2 separate regions of the Gossypium hirsutum genome follow, and region 1 is linked to region 2. A link is a contact called in public Hi-C data. All regions are on one chromosome and are shown on one strand. Each heading gives the region's core, a stretch centred on a gene start, on an enhancer-like site or on the middle of the called end of the contact. The rest is flanking DNA. Distances are from core to core; before and after follow the strand shown.

Region 1 (4,296 bases), core at 12-2,511, 150 kb after region 2:
TCACATTCCTGGCAAAACCATGGATGATAGCCCGTTAATCTGGTCAAACCACAAATCGAGCTTTGGCAAAAAGTTCTCAATTTGAACACTCAATCATGCAAGAAATTAATGCGTTAAAACCTCCTCCATTCCTCCAATCTAGCTAACATAATCAACAAATTCAAATTGTGATCAAATAAAATAATAATAATAAACCCAGAGCGCGCACACACACACACAAAGAAAAAAAAACACTCACATCAGCAAGCTTGGCAACGGTACTCTCCCTGAAAAGCTTCAACCAAGGAAACTGCCCCGCTACCACTAGCTGAAATACCTTACCATAGTAATCCGCAAACTTCTGCATTTGAATTTCTTGCTGTTCGCCATTCCATTCCTAATTCCCCAGACAAATTAAAAATATTTATATAATGAATCCAGTTATCCAAGCAAAAGACAATCAAATTTATCATCTTGGTACACTTACAGCGAAATAAGCAGAGAGATCAGTGGGATCGATCTTCGCAGCGGCTTCTACAACCGTAACCTTAGGCTTCTTCGGCTTCTTTTGCTTCGCCTTCTTCTCCTCATCTGCTGGCTTCCCGTTAGGTTTAAGGCCATCCAGATCACTGCCATCGTCATCGTCGGAATCATCGATGACCGATCTTTTAGGCTTATGCTTGGCATCGGCATCAATGGCAGCAGCAGCGTAAGCTCTTTGAGCTTCAACAATCCGACGACGGCGATCATCGGACTGTTGCTCGAGGGAATGGAAAACGCTGGCGGAGCCATTAGTTAGGGTTCCGTTAGGACGGGGGAGGTTGGGATCGGCGTTGGGCTTGGTCTTGCGTTGACGTTTGGGATAAGAGACCTTTTGCCAGCCGTGGTCAACGTGGTTGGCATTGGTGGTTTCGTGAAGATCGACGGACTCCATTGTTGGGAAAATTTGGAGAGAAATGAAAGAAGGAAAATTGGAGAGGAAAATAGTGAGAAAAGGAAATATAAATAAGGAAAGAAAAGGAGAAAAGGGAATGGATAATAAGGAATTAAGCAACGCAAAACGCGTAAATACTTTTGCTCAGATTAGGGATGCATTGCGGACGGAGGAGACGAGACAAACGATTCAGAAAAACGGACATTAATTATTATTTATATTATCCTTTGCTAAATATTTTTCTTCCCATTCTATTATCTGCTAATTTGGAAATCAATTTTCTTTTTCTTTTCCTGCGATACATAGTTTTCTTTCGTGCGATATAGGGATGATAGCGTGTAACAATTAAAATATATTATATTTCTTTGATAAAGTATATATTATTTGATAGGTTGTTTTCTAATGGCAAGCATTTTTTATTTCCCGGCTATGAGAAGTTTTTCCATAAAATGGATATGGAGAGGGTGCTGGTTTCCGTGGACTTTTAATAATCATCTACTGTTGTTACATTGAATGAAATTGAGAGAAGATTTGAAGAGGGTACCTTTAATATTTGTGAATTTTTTGGTACAGGTTCATGATGTGCCCCCGGGTTTCTTTTATGATGCTATGGCCAGACAATTGGGTGATTTTCTTGGAAAGGGTTGTGAAGTTACTTATATATAAAGGTTCAATTGGATGTTAGACGCCTTTTAAAGAGAAAGAAGAAAGTGATGTTCGCGTCTGGTAGCTGTTTTTATGTCTCTTTTAAATACGAGAGATTGACTCTATTTTGTTTCTTTTGTGGAAAGTTAGGGCATAACGGCTCGTTCTATCAAGCAAAAATGTCATTGAGGGTTGAGGTTGCAGAGTTCAGTTGGGATATGTCGTTGAAAGCTCAGTCTAGGAAAGCTCTTGCCATAAGTAATGTTTGGTTACGTGATGAGGACGAAAGAATAAAAGGGGGTAGTCGGTTTGGTAATAATGTTTCTAGTTGGAGTAAGGGGGAATGAGAGGAAGGGGAGAAGTTGGCTCTCATATTGATCCTATATTGGGAGTGAACTTGGAAGGAGATATCAATTTATCTTTAAGCCTTGATAGGGAGTCAGTGAAAATTCAGGATTAAGTGGATATGAAGCATGATTCAGAAGATTGTGTTATAGAGGGTGGGGATGGAAAAAAGAGGCCTAGAAGGGAGGGTATAAGTTCGAGTGGAGATAAGGAGTTGGGTACTTTGGTTGTTCGGGAAAGGAGGGTGGTAGGACAAAATCACTTTTTATTGGCAGCTGCTAAGGGGCAAGTTGACCGGTCGCAATGAAAATCATAAGTTGGAACGTCCGTGGATTGGGGAGTCCACGGGCTGTAAGAAGACTTCGGTACATGCTGAAGGTGTATAATCCCCAAGTGGTTTTCTTTGTAGAGGCAAAGTTAAGTAAGGATCAGATTGAAAGAGTGAGAAGAAGATGTGGTTTTTTTAATGGTATAGATGTTGCTGCAGATGGGTCAAGAGGAGGGTTGTGTTTGGCATGGAAAGGGGACACTACAATTAAGCTTCGAAGTTTTTCTAGGAATCATGTTGATGCTAAGGTTATAGACAATGAGATAGGTAAACAGTGGAGGTTCACGGGTTTTTATGATAATCCTTATGCCCGTAAAAGATATGTCTCTTGGAATGTGGTACGAGGCTTAAGGCGTCAACAAGATCTTCCATGGTTGGTATGTGGTGATTTCAATGAAATATTATATGCTTGTGAGAAAGTAGGAGGGGTGCCAATGGATAAAGGGAGAATGATATCATTTAGAGGGGTACTGGAGGAATGCCATTTAATGGATGTGGGTTATTCGAGGGTTTTCTTTACATGGGAAAAGGGTAATTTACCGGACACGGATATTAAGGAGAATTTGGGTAAGGGAGTGGCAAATGCGGAGTAGATAGACATGTTTCCAGTTGCAGTGATTTAGCACTTACCACATTCTTTTTCTGATCATTGTCCCTTACTGATTCAAACAGATCAAGGAAATAATTACATGTCGAATATGAGGTTTCGTTTTGAGGCTTAGTGGGTGGTAGATGAATCTTTTGAACCTGAGGTTAAACGTGTTTGGTCATCTACTTCAGGTAATTTACTACACAGGTTGGAGGTTTTAAAGTCTGGGTTGACTTCTTGGGTATGATCAATTAATAGAAACAGAGAGGGTTTGAAAAAGAAGTTGTCGTCGAAATAGGAATATTTGATGGCTAAAGAGAGAGATGATGAGAACCTAGCTGAGCTCATTGACACAAAGATCCAATTGAACCTTGAAATTGAGAAGGATGAGAGATACTAGGAGCAGAGGGCTCGAGTTAATTGGCTTAAGCTCGGAGATAGAAACACGAATTTTTCCATAACCAGGCTACTAACCGGAAACAAAGAAATGCTATTCGTAGTTTGGCGTATGAGGATGGGAGGGAGACAAGTGATGGGGGCGAAATGGAGGAGATTGCAAGGGGTTTCTTTCAAAATCCTTTTTCCTTTAGGAGTGTTGGAAACTTGGATCACATTCTTTCTAGGATTGAAAGATGTATCTCAAACGATGATAATGAAGGTTATTGGAAAAATATTCAGAGGAAGAAGTTTGGGCAGCTTTGAAAAGCATGGGACCAACAAAGGCATCAGGAGATGATGGGCTCCCAATTTTATTTTTTCAGAGGTGTTGCACATAGTGGGATGGGATGTTGCGGCCTATTGCTTGAATATCTTGAATGAGGGGTATGAATTTCGACCCTTTGAATATTACTAATTTGTTCTTATCCTAAAAATCCCTCACCCAACAAATTTAGGGAACTTTAGGTCCATTAGCCTATGCAATGTTCTATACAAGCCGGTAGCAAAGATGATCATTAACCGCTTTAAAGATGTGTTGGAATCTTGTATAGATAATGCCCAAAGTTCTTTTGTGCCAGGGAGATTGATATTGGATAATGTGCTTCTAGCTTATGAAATTTTGCATACTTTGCATCACAATAAAGTGGGGAAAAAGGGGTTTATGGCGGTAAAGTTGGATATGAGTAAAGCTTATGATAAATTTGAGTGGAAATTTCTTTGGGCAATGATGTTACGATTGGGTTTTGATTTAGCTTGGATTGGGGTAATTATGAAGTGGATTTCTTCTCTGTCATATTCGGTTGTATTAAATGGGAAGGGTGGAGAAGTTTTTAGACAGTCTAAGGGACTTCGGTAAGGGGATTCGTAAAGCTCATTTTTGTTCTTAATTTGTAGCGAAGGTCTGTCAGCTCTTATGAGGCTTGCAATAAGGAATGGCTGATGAGAGGAACAAAGCCTAGTAGGAGTGGTCCTTAGATTTCCCACTTGTTGTTCGCTGACTATTGCATTCTTTTTGGAGAAGCAAATGCAAATCAGACT
Region 2 (4,385 bases), core at 291-2,790:
CCAGTGGGGGCATAATTTAGATATTAAAGCTTGATTAAAGCAAATCAGCATAATTAAATTAAATAAAAAATATGAAAATTTTGTAAATAAATATCAATAATTTTATTTAAATATTTATCTTAATTTATAACAAACTTAGTAAATAAACATGTATTTATTTTTAATTCATTATTTTATTGAAATCCAGATCATTTTCTTATCTATATTGGAAGTTTCTAAAATTCGTATTACGGTAACTGAAATTGAGAATAAAATAATCTACAAATAAATCACATGATTTTTATTACTATAATTACTATTACTATTTCTCTTTTCGATATTTCTTAACATAAAAATACATTCCTCAATCGTTAAATTAAATGATCAGTTAGAGTTTGGATAATATTTCTCTTATTCTTTTAAGTGCAATAACCTTTAGGTAAACAAAATTATATTGTAAAATTTAGTTGGCATTCGTAAAAAAGAAATTATACATAGGATCAAATGTTGAATATATTACACTACTTTCTTTAATGTATTTAGATGGAAAATAATATTCAAATATTTCTTTATAGACATATAAGGTTATTTAAAAGCATATTTTATTAAATTCTTTTTGTTATACAAATAAATTTAGTTTTTTTTATTATATTTTAATCTCAATTTTCATAAGATTATGTTAAATTATTCTAATTCTTATTTTTATTACAAATTGTTTGCTAATAAGTAAATATATAATGTTGAAAAAAATTATAAATTATAATTATAATAATTTATGAAATTTACTGTTAACAAAAAGAGATTTTCTTTTTGAGGGTTAGAGTTTTTTTTTAGTTAGAATAAAATTTTATTTGAAAATAAAAATATTAAATTGATCAAAATAATAAAAATAAATAGTAAGTTGATTCAAAATTTAAGTTTACGCCTATAATTTAAGAATACATGGTAATAAGATTATAGGTATATTATTATATCCTTAAACTATTTGAGAATGTGAACAATAATAGGTTGAGAATCAAAATAACTTAATTTCATTATAGGTTGTAAGCTAATTTAGTGTTTTTATTTTTAAGAAATCCAATAAAATTATACATACTAAATATATTAATAAAATTTTAATTTACCATTTAATTAAAACTTTATTTTAATATTTTTATGCATTTTACTTTTATTATTCATCTATCTGTAGTTGATAAAATATCTAGTATATAGCAGTATAGGTAAATATACTTGTAAATTTTGAAGAAAAAAAGAAAAGAAAATAAAAGAAAAGAAGAGCAAGTTTAAGGAATCCAAAGCTAGAAACTGAAATTCAAGAGTCCATTTCTTTTCTCACACAAAGGAATAGTATGGCAGAGATAAAAAGGATAAATAGTGTCCACGAAAAACAGAGTTAAAAGGAGCAGGAAGAACATGAAGCAGCAGCAACCTGTCCTAAATGGAGCCCACTTTTAACTTTGAGAGTGGTCTCCACCAACCCATTGGTAAGGTTGGTGGGGCCTCCCATTTTCTTTGTCCCAAACAAAACAACACCAGACTGGAGGGACTGTAAGGGTGGGGGCTGCCATAGCTGGCTACCTCTACCCCTTCCATTAATCCATTGGCATCAACCTTAAGCTTAAGCTAAATGAAAATTTATCACTTAAAACAAATATCAGTTTAGTTGTTTAAGATCCCAATAGTTGCTTAATTCTGTCAAAAAAACAACCAAGGAAAATAAATTCCTTTATTTACTCTGACTCAAACCTTTTTCAATGTTTTTTAGTTTTTATTTTTGTTTTTGTGGAAAATGATTTCTATGGGTTGATTTTCCTCAGGGTTTCAGTCTTCTTTGGCTGTCACTTTCCTATTCAAAACCGCCTTTTATGATTTCCAAGTCTGAAAAAATATAATACCCATTTCTTTAGACTTTCCGATTCTTCTCTCCCTTATTGAAAAACCATTTCAATGTCACTTCTTTTTCATTCTCCATAACTCTTTTTATCTTAAGCTCTTTCGTCTTCTTCTTATCTAACAACTTCTTCTCTTTTTTTTTTTTTGTTTCTGTTTTGTCCCTTTTCTCCTCTCTGTACATAGCAGAAAACACAGAGCATCATTAATGGCTGCCAACAAATTTGCTACCATGTTGCATAAAAACACTAATAGGATCACTCTTATTCTTGTCTACGTCTTACTAGAATGGATTCTGATCGTTCTCCTCCTTTTGAATTCACTGTTTTCTTATCTGATCATCAAGTTTGCTGATTACTTTGGTCTTAAAAGGCCCTGCCTTTGGTGTTCTAGGCTTGATCATATCTTTGAGCCATCAAAGTACAAATCATATAGAGATCTTGTGTGTGATGATCATGCCAATGAGATTTCTAAATTGGGTTTTTGTTCAAATCATCGGAAACTCTCTGAATCTCGAGATATGTGTGAGGATTGCTTGTCCTCGTCGCCGTCGGAGAATGGTGATGATGAAGTGATGGAAAACGGCGATGAGGATTTCAAGTGTTCTTGTTGTGGTGTCATGGTGGAGAAAAAGTGGAATCTTCCTTGTTTCATGATTAAACCTTCCTGGGAGGTTTTGGATTATCCCCAGGAAGGAAATTTAATCACTGAAGGTGGAGAAAAAGTTGAGGGTATTATTGCAGATGAGGGTAATGCTTCAGATGGAATCAGATCAGATTTTGTGGCTGGTGATCATAAAGATGAACAGATGATTGAAGAAAACAAGAGAGTTGGCATCATTTCTGATGATGAAGGTATTGAACCAAGGGAAGTGGAAAAAGAGGAGTTTTCATATTTTGTTTCTAGTTTTGATTGCAACCAAGTGGCTGCTAATGGAGATGAAGACGATGTGGTTATAGAGAAAGATCAATCTTCAGTGGATGAAGGAGACTTAACTGTGTCAATGGCTGACCAGGGGTTAACTCAAGTCACTTGTGCCAAAGAGGAGTCTCCTGAAATTCTGAACAAGCATCTGGAGTTTTATATCGGGGGGGATGACTGCCATTTGATTCCAGTTGAATTGATGGATTCTACTGCTATGAGAAGCCAAAAAATATACGAGTTCACAGAGGAAGATGAAGACGTTGCTGGTACTGGAGATGTTATTTTGGACTTTGATTTGCAGCAACCTGGGACACGAGTGGAGTTGGTTGTGGAGAATGGTTGCAGTTCAGCGGAGAAAGTGACACCCCTTTCACCCCATGTGAGTGAAGAGGAAACCATTGATGCAGTGGATGAACCAATGGAGCCTAATGGCAAGGAGGGCTTTTCAACTCCTGCAGTGGAGCTAGATTTGATGGAGAAGGAAGATGATCAACATGTTGCTACCACTCAAGCAAATATGCCCTCCTTGAATGAAGCTGATGATGTTCAACCAAATGCCACAACAAGAGAAGAGGAAATCGATTTAGATGTTAATCAAGGTACTTGCTTAATCCAATTTGATATAAATTTTTACCAAATGCCTATTATTGAACTATTAAAGACTAAAGTTTTTTGCAATGTCTTCAGCAATATCAATAGGGACAGATGTTGTGCAGTTTAATGAAACAATTGAAGATATTCAAATACAACATTTATATGAATGCACACAAGGAGATCCCTCAACCAGTTCTGAATTACATGCAGATGCTGATCGTGGTAAACCTTAATTCCAAATTTAAAATGTCTTTTAATTTAAGAATTTTGTTTATTGAGGTGTTGTTAATCTTGGATTCCTTTACATTAGGCTCCAAGGATGTTGAGGAAGAAACAATGCAGCAGCTTAAAACTGCAACATTTGAGAGTGAGACTAGTGACCAACCAATGAAAAACCATCTATCATTATCTTCAGAGCTTAATGATATTGAGGAAGATAAAGTTCCGGATACACCGACTTCCATCGACAGTCTCCATCTGTTGCACAAGAAATTGTTATTGCTTGACAGAAAAGAATCCGGAACCGAAGATTCCTTGGATGGAAGTGTTTTCAGTGACATTGAGGGTGGTGATGGGGTACTGACTGTTGACAAGTTGAAATCAGCATTAAAAGCTGAAAGGAAAGCTTTAAATGCATTGTATAGCGAGCTTGAGGAAGAGAGGAGTGCTTCTGCGGTGGCTGCAAATCAGACAATGGCAATGATAAATAGGCTTCAAGAAGAGAAAGCAGCAATGCAGATGGAAGCGGTGCAGTACCAGAGGATGATGGAAGAACAGTCCGAGTATGACCAGGAAGCCTTGCAGATTCTGAATGAGCTTATGGTCAAGAGGGAGAAAGAGAAGGCAGAGCTCGAAAAGGAACTTGAGATATATCGCAAAAAGGTGCAGGATCATGAGGCCAAAGAGAGAATGATGATGCTGAGAAGAAGGAAAGATGACAGCATTCGAAGTGCAAGTTCTGCGTCTTGCAGTAATGCTGAGGACAGTGATGGAGTATC

What was found. A called contact is a pair of places that touch in the nucleus more often than the background predicts.
Region 1: a Hi-C map of leaf shows a contact between it and region 2, with 3 times the contacts expected there. The contact joins the promoter of LOC121213667 here to the promoter of LOC121213665 in region 2. A contact is called at or near these places in 2 of 34 Hi-C or Micro-C datasets (both in leaf).

Annotation. Positions count from the first base shown.
Region 1 is chrD01:46,385,777-46,390,072 of Gossypium_hirsutum_v2.1, forward strand. It overlaps LOC121213667, which reads right to left and starts at 1,262. Exons shown (of 10, transcript XM_041086549.1): 1 at 467-1,262; 2 at 239-376. The coding sequence starts at 913.
Region 2 is chrD01:46,239,866-46,244,250 of Gossypium_hirsutum_v2.1, forward strand. It overlaps LOC121213665 (myosin-binding protein 2), which reads left to right and starts at 1,541. Exons shown (of 4, transcript XM_041086545.1): 1 at 1,541-3,392; 2 at 3,481-3,609; 3 at 3,698-4,385. The coding sequence starts at 2,078.